Linked DNA regions of Mus musculus: region 2 is linked to region 1. The links are chromatin contacts, called in public Hi-C maps. All regions are on one chromosome and are shown on one strand. The core of a region is the stretch at or near the end of the contact, and the rest is flanking DNA. Distances in the headings are between cores, read along the strand shown.

Region 1 (3,111 bases), core at 306-2,805:
CCTGAACTTACTTCACTCTGTTTTAAAGAGTACCCTCCTTGTCCTTAAGAAGAGAAAGTAAACAGAATTATGAGATGAGGACAGATTGGCTGAAGTAAGTAGGGCAGAAAGCGAGCCAGGTGTCTGAGGTACTGCAGACTACCTTAAATCCATAGCGTAGTTAAAACAGGCGGGCAGAGGCCGGCATTGCAGGGCCAGGAGGGAGGTGGTGTTCCTCTGCACAATGGCTTGGTTGTTCTCCTGCCCAGACCCGGCCAGGGGTCCCTGCTTCCTGTTTGGGGCTCCACAGCTCAAAAGAAAGGGAGAGCTCAAATGTTTAGCAGATAGCAAGAAAAACAACAGAACACCAAAAGCAGAACCCATGGGGAAAATAAGGCAAATTTAGGTATTTTTTTTGTTTACAATTAGATACTTATTTCATTTGAGAATATGCAGAACCCTATGTCTTAAAACGAAAACAAAGAGGATTTTCCAGGGCTGACAATCATTAGTAAGACTGGAGACAGAAAATGATGTCTCTTATTTTTTATTTTTGTTGTTGTTTTTATTTCTGAAATAATTTGGGGTTTATCTTTGAACATGCCTCCCTGGACTAGAAATGAGGCCAAATGAGTTATTTGCTCTGAAGCACGTGGTCCTTTTGCTCTAGGTCAAAGGATGAAAGATGACATAAACACCTTACAAAAGAAGGGGGCTGACTATGGTAATGCTAATATGTACCCTATTTTTTTTTAAGTATAAAGTTTTTAAAACATTGATGTCTATGGGCTGTAGGGTGGACTGAAGTATCAGTTGCGTGCCCCACCCCCATCATAGTATAAAGTTGGTTATAGGAAAGTCTTGTTCTTTAATGGCAAATAGGGCAAAGGTTATATGCGGCAGGCATGTAGCCCCGTAGAGTGTGCAGGGTGCAGGTTGGGCTGTAAAACTGCTCATTAAATTGTCCTGTTCTGAAGCAGAAGCAAATACATGAGCTCAGGGAGGAAAGCCACAGAAACTGTCTAGAAATATTTCCGTGAAAGACTGTGCAAATAGCTCTCCCTGGTCATGAAAAATGCAGTTGCTGATATACAAATAGCTTCACTTAAAAGACTTAAATACCTTCCCTGCAATGCTGTCTTTGACTGACTGCCAAGAACTACCTAATGCTGTTCTTTTTTTATTTTCTCTTTAAATTTTTCTGAATAGACTGTATGGTGCATACAAAATGAAGATGGCACGTACACTAGAAGTTACTGAAAGAGCACGAGAAGGAATCTAGTTACTGACTCTCCATCCCAAACCCCTCTTTAAAGTTCCTGAGTTTTGTACTTGTTTTGAATGTCAACCCAAATAATAGAAAAGGTGGGGGGGGCAGGGAGAGGCATTTAACAATTGGTTGGGCGATGATTGTCCACACTTCAGTATTTTAGTGAACAGAAAGTGGAGAAGGAAGAATTCAAAGCTAATAATAGTAATGGCTTGCTGGCTAAATAATGAGCAGCAGGAGGACTTCTAAGAAGGCAGTTAGCCCCAGAGCGATTCAGACAGACTTGCTTACACAACGGCTGGCTGCTCTAGGAGGAAGCAAGCCAAAACCAACATCAACACCCAGCAGCGCCAGTTGCTCACAGGAGGAGTGTGTAGCGGGATGCTGATGAAGTGCATTGTGGGAATGAATGAGAAGTCAAGACCCCTATCTCGCTTTTAATGGGAATCTTGTGATGCCCCAGACCCTGTCTGAGCCGTACAAGGGGCACCCTGCTGGACTCTGCTTGGGCCCCGTGATTAATGGGAGTGACAGGAGGCCAGGCTTGTCTAGAAAATTGACTGTGGATGAAAGCAGTAGGCAGTGAATCATGCGCCCTGAGTTCGACCCCCACTGCTCTGTCTGGGGTCTCTTTCACCATTTCCGCAGTATGTGTTGGGGTTGGGTTGGGATGAGGGACCCAACAAGGATATGAGTGTGGAAATTCTTATTTATTTATTTATTTATTTATTTATTTATTTATTTATTTTTATAGCAAAGAAAGAACTGCAGATGGTTCAACTCCGTTCTCACTCCCAAGACTTGTGTTATCTTATAAAGGCAGTCTGGAGCTGCTTGTGAGAAACCGTGAATCAAAGTGAGAGAGACTCCCTGTTAGAAGCAAGGCTGGAAGGTGACAGGGGAGGGAACTGCCTGAGAATCATACAGACATTTGGCCAGAATAAAACTACAGAGCTGTCTTACAACGCTAAACCCAGTCACATCCTGTGAGATAGCTTGGACCGTGCTGAATGCGTCTTGCCAGTCAAGCTCCTTTTTCCAGAGTTTACTACAAAAAGCATTTCCTCATTCCCCCAGCTGTGAACAAACAAAACCAAATGAAACAAAATGAAACAAAACAAAACAATCATCTTGGCTCTTTCCCCCTCCCCCCCTTCTCACTGGCCCCTAAAACATTTCATTCAGGAATAATCATTTCTTTTGTGTTAATAGATTTTTAAAAGTTGGTATCTTCCTTCTAAAGTGGCAGTTGACAGTTTGACCGCTTCCTGCTTTACTAGCCCTTTTACTCTGCAATCCATACATTTATCCCCTTAACATGGTACATGCTGCAGTGTGGCACGGGAGCTCAATGAAATACATTGTACATGGAACTCGGTCCTGAGACAGAAACACTAGCTCCAACAGGGTAGTATTCACATGCTTTTTAAAGTGGCTCGGCAGAGAGTTAGGATGGTGGTTAGGCGCCAGCCCCAGGGTGTGGCTCTCTGGGACTCTGAGCAGCGAATAACTACTCATGCAAACGTTGGAGTTCAAGAATTTACAACTGGCAGAGCTGTTCATATGAGCCACTGGCTGACACGGGTCTGGCTCAAGGAAATGTCCCACTTTCACTTCTGAGGGTCCCCTTCTCTCTCTGTGATTGGTGCCAATGAAGAAATGAATCACCTCTGCTAGGACTCTCTGAATGTGGTACTTAGTGTAGCCTCCTGATTCAAGTGGTACCCTATCTACATCCTCCCCTTAGCAGGATGGATGGTGGGTAAGGGGGTGGGAAAAGGCAACAGATAAAAAGTGGAATCGCCTTTACTCTCAGCACTCACGAGGCCTAGGCAGGGGAATCTCTGGTCTGGCAGAATGAT
Region 2 (3,111 bases), core at 441-2,940, 140 kb after region 1:
CAAATGTTTATGAATTATTTTTGCAGAAGATTCTGAGTTGTTTTTTATTTTTTGCAGGAGATTCTAGAAACATAAGAAAACAAAACAAAACAAAACACACCAACTTTGAAGGCTTGACTCATATCTGGGGGTGGGAGAAACTCAGTGAATCAAAACCATGGTGGATGCTGGCACCAGACGCATTTTACCTCCCGGACCCTCATCCACATCGTCAGGTAGCGGATGAGCTTCAAGCAAGTTGCTTAGCTTAATTCATGCATTGGGTTTCTCATCTATGAAGCTATTCATTTATGCCTTAAATTAAAACAGTAAGTTAATGCATGTGAAATGCTTAGATACTTCTCAATATCTAGCAAGCGGCATAAAAATACAAGATGTTATCACTGTCATTGCCTGTATTCATTACTAGCAGTGCCTGGAAGAAGTCCCCCTTGCCTTCTGAACCTCATTTTATGTTTCTGTCACTTAGGTTGATGAGGAATTGGTAAAAGAATTAGCGGCAGTCTAATGAGTCTTGGTGTCTAACCTTCAACAAGGTTAGTGATTGCTCTTCTAAGCGCTGGGCTACAATGATGCACAGCGGTGAGAGGAGTGTGCAGTGGGCTCTGAGGATGGGGTGGGGTTTCCTGTGGCCAAGTAAGAAAGAAAAGGAAACCTGCTTAAGCCTCTCATGTGATGTTAGGGAGCGCACTGACAATGAGTTGTGAGGTCCTCTGAGTGAGCTCTGGTGATGCCTGAGAGCAGGGCAGAGAAAGGCCGGGCCAGAAGAGGACTTGTTATTTTCTACAGATGTTTCCTCTCCACAAGGTCACCTGGCTAAGGGGAGTGGCTTTTCCCACAGAGCCAAGCTGGATGTCACTGCTTTCAGAACTTAGAGACATACATGTATCCTGTGAAGCTGTGGTTCGTAAACATGTTCCACAGACAAGTCTAAAGTCCCTATCAAGGACCATGGGAAGTCATTTTGCAAATCTACACCATTTTTGGAGAAAGTTTGTAACTCTCAATGTTACACAGCTGGGAAAGCTTGCAGGGGTCCACAGAGTACACATTAGGGCAGACAAAACGTTCCTTCAAAACTTTGTTAGACAATTGATTCTCAGTCCTTTTGCTGGGCTGGCCATGGGGAAAGGGTAAGATGTCCCTTGGAGGAACAAGAAGCATCAGCTTCCAGGCGTGGTGGTGCATGCCTTTAATCCCAGCACTCGGGAGGCAGAGGCAGATGGATTTCTGAGTTCAAGGCCAGCCTGGTCTACAGAGTAAGTTCCAGGACAACCAGGGCTACACAGAGAAACCCTGTCTCGAACAACCCCCCCCCCCCAAAAAAAAAACAAAAACAAAAACAAAAGCAAAAACACATCAGCTTTTGGCTCAGAACTGCCATATGTCTCAGGTCACTCACAAAGAACAAAACCCCGTACTAACCCTATATGTCATCTTCGGAGGGCAGGGGGTGTCACATTGCACTTTTTACTATTTCCCTCCCCAGATAGGAGGAAATAAATGCCATTCTACCTGCATTTGGCATTGCCTTACAGTGCTTAGGCAAGCAGAAACTGTATTTCATCACGACAAAACTAAAAGAAAAAAACAAAAAACAAAACAAAAAAAAAACCTGACACCGGGTCAGCCCCAAAGTCCACATTCCCAAAGCCTTGCTCAGCTCTCTAGGTCAGGCTGTCTTTCTGGTTTATATCTCCACATTTCTTGGAACTTGTAACCGACATTTAAATTAACTCTTGTGCACTCTGCACTTTGAGGTAATGTTGGTTGTAAGCAAAAACAACTTCAAAAGTCTGCAGCGCTTGCTCCCCTTAGACCCCGAGCATGCAGAAGACCTCAAATTCTGGAATCCTTCCAGAAAAGTGAACCTAAGTCGCATCTCTGTCCATTCCTATTTTTATTGTCCCTACTGATTAATGATACTTAGTTTCTTGCCTCTTCTGGTTTTCTCGTTTTTTTTTTCTTTCTTTAAACTATTAAAGTGTATTAAGCAGCAAAGCCATTTATAAAACAATGTAAAAATCTAACAACTGTTTACAATAAGACTGCTTGGAATTAAAGGATGATTTTTTTTTATTTAAGGAGGGGCCAAATTCCTTAGATGGAGGGGAAAAAGGAGTCTAAATATGTCTTAGTCATTTCTGAAAGCTTATTGTCATAGTGGAACTAATCAATAAACCTCTCTACATTATTTTATTTCCAGTTTCAAAACAAGCTATAAAATCAACTTAGTTAACTTGATTAAATTACTTAGCAGTCTTTCTTATCTAGCTATAATGTAGTGTTTGCAATATATTTACACTAGAACCTCCTAAAATAGCCAAGCAATTACAGAATTCCAGAAGAATGATTCCCAAGTATACCAATACATAAAAAAAACAAAAAAAAACAAAAAAAAACCCTTTGTTCAAGCCAGGTTGCTATCTAATTCTCAATACAGTGTGACCTCGCTTCCCTTAGAGACCCTTTGGAATTTGGCTCTCATTTCAGACTTTCCTCTGCCAAGCATATAGAATGAATTAGGTGGAACCCAGTTACAAACTCACCCCACCCACAGTGGTTCCGGCAGAAAGCTGAATGTTTAAACCCACAGTTCATCCTAAATGCAAAAGGGTTCCTTCCCACCCAAGTTCCTCTTCCCCTGTTTTGTATGATCTCCCTTTCTGCTCCTTCTGAATCGACTTCCCAAAGAGAGAATACAATTGGGGACAGGTGGAAGGGAGACATTCGAAGCGAAGAGCTCAAGTGCACACACTGGTAGTCTTCATCTCAGGCATTCACACAGCAAGAGGGGGACCTGTCAATCTCATCACCTACACACATAAGGCCATGTGAGGGGCTGCCTGCAGTTCCACGTTAGCTTTGGTTCCAAAGCCCCTGGAGGAGGAAAGCAGAACTGACTGCTAGGACCCAGGACACTTCACAGGGAGATCTGCTTCATGTGTAGACTGGCAAAGCTTCCGGTCCCTTCTCTTCCCTCCCTTGTCCCCTCCATTACTCTTACCACATCTATTTTTAATGCAGATACTTGGCACTCTCTGGCTGCTCTGTTATTGAGAGGAAAGCTACTCATGGATTAATTTACTATGAGGTCTTAAGTGTGCAGAG

The links. A called contact is a pair of places that touch in the nucleus more often than the background predicts.
Region 2: a contact with region 1 is called in a Hi-C map of uterus, with 6 times the contacts expected there. The contact joins two enhancer-like sites. A contact is called at or near these places in 9 of 484 Hi-C or Micro-C datasets (embryonic fibroblasts, palatal mesenchyme and uterus) and 4 of 115 datasets of contacts at active chromatin or transcription factors (the 230-238 cell line, cardiomyocytes, embryonic limb bud and 1 more).

What each region holds. Positions count from the first base shown.
Region 1 is chr1:162,036,481-162,039,591 of GRCm38.p6, forward strand. The region is part of intron 17 of Dnm3 (dynamin 3); the gene reads right to left. Among named protein-coding and RNA genes, the nearest start is that of 2810442N19Rik, 33 kb to the left of the region's middle. Within about 2 kb of position 1,556, at least 166 of the 459 cell types and tissues checked have an H3K27ac peak or open chromatin away from gene starts, as enhancers often do. A contact at or near this core is called in embryonic fibroblasts and uterus, where this site is marked.
Region 2 is chr1:162,178,896-162,182,006 of GRCm38.p6, forward strand. All of the region lies in intron 14 of Dnm3 (dynamin 3), which reads right to left. Among named protein-coding and RNA genes, the nearest start is that of Dnm3os, 37 kb to the right of the region's middle. Within about 2 kb of position 1,691, at least 27 of the 459 cell types and tissues checked have an H3K27ac peak or open chromatin away from gene starts, as enhancers often do. A contact at or near this core is called in embryonic fibroblasts and uterus, where this site is marked.